Regions from separate parts of the Macaca mulatta genome. Here region 1 is linked to region 2. A link is a contact called in public Hi-C data. All regions are on one chromosome and are shown on one strand. The core of a region is the stretch at or near the end of the contact, and the rest is flanking DNA. Distances in the headings are between cores, read along the strand shown.

Region 1 (2,854 bases), core at 118-2,617, 320 kb after region 2:
CCAGCCCGGCAGCAAGTCGGGGCGCGCCTTCACCCGGGCCAGGGCCAGCTCCACGGCGGGTCCCACGCGCGCCCACGACCATGGGTACGAGGTATTGGCCAGCGGCAGTACCACGGCTACCGTCAGGTTGCCCGCGTGGCTGCCCCGGAGCAGCAGCAGCAGCGGCGGCAGCAGCAGGAGCAGGAGCAGGCGCAGGCGGGAGCCGGCGGGGCGCCGGGGCCCCGGCATGGTCTCAGCGGGCACCGCAGCGGGCGAGCGCTCCCACCATGGCCTTCTCGGTCCCCACCGGCTCAGCGGCCGGTCCCAGGCATCAGGCGCGTCCCTATGGGAAGGAGCAGGAGCGGGAAGGGGGCGCTCACCCCGGGGCTCGAGGCCCCCTGTAGCTGCGACGGTCTGGGCCGAGAGCGCAAGGGGCGCGACGGAGGGAGGCGCGCAGGGCGCCGCAGAGCAGGTGGGTGCCAGGAGAACGTCGGACCGGAGAGGACCCGAGTGTGAACAACTGGGCGTGTGCGTGCGTGTTAGAGAGAGAGAGTGAGAGAGAGAGAGAAAGGGTGCGAGCGAGCGCTTCGTGAAGAAGGATGGGAGAGGGCGCGCAAGGGAGGAAAGAGGAGTGTGTGTTTGTAGCGTGCGTGTGCGCCTGCCCCAGGGAGTGTGCCAGAAGGGGCGTCCGGCCGGCCCAAGTCTCCAGCTATCCGGAGGGAACCGTGGAGGACCCGAGCCAAGCTCCGAACCCTCCCTCCCAGCCGCTTCCCCTCCCAGACTCAGTGACTGAAGAGCCAATCCTGGATCTTTAACTCCTTCCTCCCCGCCGCACAGCCCGCGCGCTTCCCGGTGGACCATCTTCCCGGGTCTCGGCCGCCCCACGCCTACCTCCTTGGAGGACAGGACCTTCTGAAGGCGCGCCGTCGCCGGAATGGAAAGGAGGGCTGAACGGAGGGTGTGTGTGGAAGCAACCGGGGCCCGCTTGCGCCCCACCTTTTCCCTCACCCCACCTTTTCCCTCACCCCACCTTTTCCCTCGCCCCCTACCTGGTCTTATGGGGGAAGAGTGAAAGGTGTGCTGGTTTGGGATCCTGGCAGGAAACTGTGTGAGTGCGTGGATGTGTGTGTTTGGGAGTGGGGTGACGGGTTTCTGGAAAGTCTGTTAAAGTTGAAGGCGAGCCCAGAGTGCTTGTTACCCAGTCCTTCTATGATCCCCCTCTCTTTCCCTCCGTGCCACCTTCCAGATTGTGCAGATTAGCTGTGAAAAATAATCTGGTGTCAGGGCGGAATTAAATCTTTAGCGCCCAAATTGTAGGAAGATGGGGAGAGTGGGTAGGTGGCTGGGAGGGAAGAAGTTCACACCTCAGGGCCGCCCCAAGAAAATGACTGTTTTGTGTTGAGGGTTGTTAAAATGAAGGCTATGGAAGATGTTGTTGGAAATGACCATTGAAGGCGTTAAGTTGCGGGAGTGGGTTTTGGAGCACTTGACAGCTGGGCCCCCGGTGCAGACTGCTGTGGAATCAGTGTGCCCTCTAATGGTTATCAGGGGTCATTGACGGCATTGCAGCGCCAACCTCTCCAACGCTGCGCCTAAGCAGGACATGTAAGATCACCAAACTTGAGGTCAGCAAATATTTCCAGAGAACCCTTGGTGCGTCAAGCACGCACTAGGTGCCGAGGGCTTAAAGATGAATATATATAGTCCGTGCCTTTGAGGAACTCTATTTGGGACGAATAACCGTAATGCAACATGCATTAAGCACTACACGGGAGACATGGATAAACTGCTAAAGGACTCAGTGAGGGCTATTCATTCTGCTTGGATTGGGGCCAGAAAATCTCCAAAGAGAAATAATTCAAGAGGACAGAAGGATGAGAAAGGTATTCTGTGTAGACAGAGCAGAATTTTGAAGTATATTTCCTATATATGGAATTTTAGGAGACTTGAATATTCTTATTATCTGGAGCAAATTGTGGTCGATAGGCCAACTTGAGATGGTAGGCATGCTTTGGTTTGCATTCTCTCTGTGTATATTGTTTTTAATTCCCCACACTTAAAAATCATAAGATGGGGCCGGGCAAGGTGGTTCAAGCCTTTAATCCCAGCACTTTGGGAGCCAGGGTGGGTGGATCACGAGGTCAGGAGTTCAAGACCAGCCTGGCCAAGATGGTGAAACCCCGTCTCTACTAAAAATACAAAAATTAGCTGGACATGGTGGTGGTCACCTGTAATCTCAGCTACTTGGGAGGCTGAGGTAGAGAATTGCTTGAACCCGGGAGACAGAGGTTGCAGTGAGCCAAGATTGCGCCACTGCACTCCAGCCTAGGCAACAGAACAAGACTCCGTCTCCAAAAAAAAAAAAAAAAAAGTCATAAGATGGCACATAAATATTTGGATTTCTGACTTTTTTTTTTATTCCAAATATGGAGGTCTTTCTATGTTGCCCAGGCTGGTCTTGAACTCCTAGGCTCAAGTGATCCTCTTGCATTGGCCTCCTAATATTCCTGGATAACATGTGTGAGCCACCAGGCCCAACCTGGATTTCTGACTTTTCCTAAAATATTGGAAGAGCTGGCAATATATTGTCCTGCATCCCTCCATGAGCAACCGACCAGAACAAGTATCCATTATCTCCTTGAAATGAGTCTAGTTCATCATGGTTCCTAGGCACCCTGCTTCATTCAGGTGCATTACCTGCCTGGCTGTAGTAGGAGTCTGTGTTTTCAGCCCTGATCTTGGATGTAAGGTGTCTGTATGTAGGATGACTGAGGAAAAGAGGCAGGGCAAAGGGCAATGGAGGGAAGATTATGAAAGCTTTTGTGTGACAGGCATAATGTTCTTGTCCTGTGATGGAGATGGCGGGTTCCAGAGA
Region 2 (2,798 bases), core at 61-2,560:
AGGAAAAAGATTCAGAGATTAGCTGACATCAGTCCAGGTATTCTGCCCACCTCTCCCACAAAAGAAGCAGATGCATGATGATCCACCACATCTTTTATTTTTCTCAACTCTTAGCTACCTACTCATTTATATATCACTTTGGTCACTTCATATCAACTTGAGCCCTTTTATCACCCATTGATCCCCGCTTTAGACAGTAGTGCTTTGAGATTAACACGTAGTTTTTGGTAGTATCTACTTGAAAAAAAAAAAATTTATAAATCCAACACTTCCTGTCTAAAAATTTACATTAGACATGGTCTCTGTCACTGTAAGACTGAAAGATCCTGAGAGATGTTTCCATTTCTAGAAAACAAACTCAAAGCCCCAAATCACAACATTAGTACACCATTTACCTTCTGTAAGCCTTGCTTTTCCTCCTGTAGGCTGGCAGAGGACAGTGGAGCAGCCAACACACAAAACTACCGTTTGTGCATGGCTAAAGACCGTGGTGATTTTATAGCATCCTGAAAGAAAAACAGGTAACATTTTTTTCCTCGATTACATCCATATCTTTCCTGCACATATGCCCAACTCATCATCCATTACATTGTTTCCCAACACAAAAAAAGTAGGGATTGTATGTGAAATGTGATGGGACATCACGCTGAAATGAATCACTTCTCCTAAGATGCAAAACTCTGCGAGTCTCATACATTCGAATTTTAAGAGTATCAGGGAAAATATTTTCCACAGGTGAAGAAACTGAAGCTGCTGGACAGCTTCAAGGATATGAGACAGCTCACACTACAACATTTTCCAACTGTTACTGCCCAGTGCTTTCCCCACTACAGCAAGCCGTCTCCTCACCTGGGCATTTCACATCCATGAAGTAGGAATTGGGGCTCTGCACCAGGCGTTTCTTCTTGTGTTTCCTCTTCTCCTCTTCTGGGGAGGGATGAAGGAGATCCTTTGCGAGCTAACAGGGACAGAAATGCAGAGATTTAGAAACCAACGGCGAAAATGGGATGGTCGAAAACAGCCCCCACTGTCACACACCGGGGAGAGCTCGCCCCTCGCTGCCCCTGGTGTCTGCGCAGCTGGGCCGCCATCTTATCTCCTCTCCGCTCCCGTCTATGCGGGTGGCCCGTGGGCCGCTGCGGTCCCTGGAGTTAATGTCCTAAGAAGTGCAGAGGGTAAATGAGAACCCTCTACGATCCGAAATCAGCGTGAGGGGAGCGTGCAGACAGAACAGCGAGATCTCCGCCGAAACCTGGACCAAAGCACTCACAGGCATGTTCTCGTGTGGGTAGGTCGTCACCGCCGGAAAAGAGCGAAAGCGGAAATCCTGCCCCTTATATTGTGCACACTACAGGAAATGACGCAAGGATCTTGTGCCACCATGCTTGGAAGGTCCTACTTTGGTCTGATGCGGTGGAGAGACAAGGGAGCTGCCATTTTCGGAAGGTCTTTAACTGTTAGTTGTGACACATATGCGTCACCATGTTGAAAGGGTTACCTTGCTAATTTGAGGTCAGCGTTTGATCACTATCCAGGGATAAATGGACACTTTTAAAATTTTGTGTCATACTTTGACATTTGGAGCCTAATAGAAAAGGTTAAGGAAAACACCAGGGAGAAGGAGCCATATCCAGGACTTCCGTACTATTTTTTAAATACCTATATTCTTAACTCTTTTTCTATTGGTTTAATTTAACAATTTAGGCCGGGCGCGGTGGCTCATGCGTGTAATCCCAGCACTTTGGGAGGCCAAGGCGGGTGGATCATCTGAGGTCAGCAGTTCGACACCAGCCTGGCCAACATGGTGAAACCCCGTCTCTACTAAAAAAAATGCAAAATTTAGCCAGAGATGGTGGTGCATTCCTGTAATCCCAGATACTTGGGAAGCTGAGGCAGGAGAATCGCTTGAATCAAGGAGGAGGAGATTGCAGTGGACCGAGACGGAGTCATTGCACTCCAGCCTGGGCAGCAAGAGCAAACTCGGTCTCAAAAAAAAAAAAAAAAAAAAGTCAGGTTCCAGTGAAAGCAGGTATACACCAGAATAAGTACAGTTCAGAGAGGTGAGCACGAATAATACATTGCTAAGGACGAAAAGTCCAGATCCAGGCAAAATAAGATAAAAAGAACTGATGGATTTTTATCAGGACAATTCACAAAAATTGAAGAGTAATTTAAAGGACTGGTAAAGCTGAGTATGGTGGCCCACATCTGTAATCCCAGCACTTTGGGAGGCTGAGGTGGGAGTATTGCTTGAAGCTCAGAGTTCAAGACCAGCATGGGCAATATAGTGAGACTTTGTCTTTACAAAATATTGAAACATTAGCCAGGCGTGGTAGCTTGTGTCCGTAGTCCCAGCTATTTGGGAGGATGAGGCAGAAGAATGGTTTGGGCCCAGGAGCTCAAGGCTGCAGTGACCTAGGATAGTGCCACTGTATTCCAGTGTGGGTGACAGAATGACCCTGTCTCTAAAAAACATAAAAATAGACCAGACACAGTGGCTCACGCCTCTAATCCCAGCACTTTGGGAGGCCGAGGTGGGTGGATCCTTTGAGGTCAGAGTTCGAGACCAGCCTGACCAGCATTATGAAACCCCATCTCTACTAAAAATACAAAAAAATTAGCCAGGTGTGGTGTTGGGTACGTGTGATCCCAGCTACTCTGGAGGCTGAGGCAGGAGAATCACCTGAACCTGAGAGAAGTTGCAGTGAGCCAAGATCCTGCCATTGTACTCCAGCCTGGGTGACAGAGCAAGACTCGATCTAAAATTAAATAAATAAATAAATAAACAAACAAACAAA

What was found. Hi-C and Micro-C count contacts between places; a contact is called where the count stands out from the background.
Region 1: a contact with region 2 is called in a Hi-C map of fetal cortex germinal zone, with 5 times the contacts expected there. The contact joins the promoter of NPR1 here to the promoter of RPS27 in region 2. A contact is called at or near these places in 3 of 14 Hi-C or Micro-C datasets (cortical neurons, fetal cortex germinal zone and fetal cortical plate).

The regions. Positions count from the first base shown.
Region 1 is chr1:113,361,264-113,364,117 of T2T-MMU8v2.0, forward strand. It overlaps NPR1 (natriuretic peptide receptor 1), which reads right to left and starts at 1,368. Exons shown (of 24, transcript XM_077945580.1): 1 at 1,029-1,368; 2 at 871-926; 3 at 1-322. The coding sequence starts at 228.
Region 2 is chr1:113,046,279-113,049,076 of T2T-MMU8v2.0, forward strand. RPS27 (ribosomal protein S27) reads right to left here and starts at 1,311. Exons shown (of 5, transcript XM_077946537.1): 1 at 1,271-1,311; 2 at 1,039-1,159; 3 at 850-958; 4 at 396-506. The coding sequence starts at 868.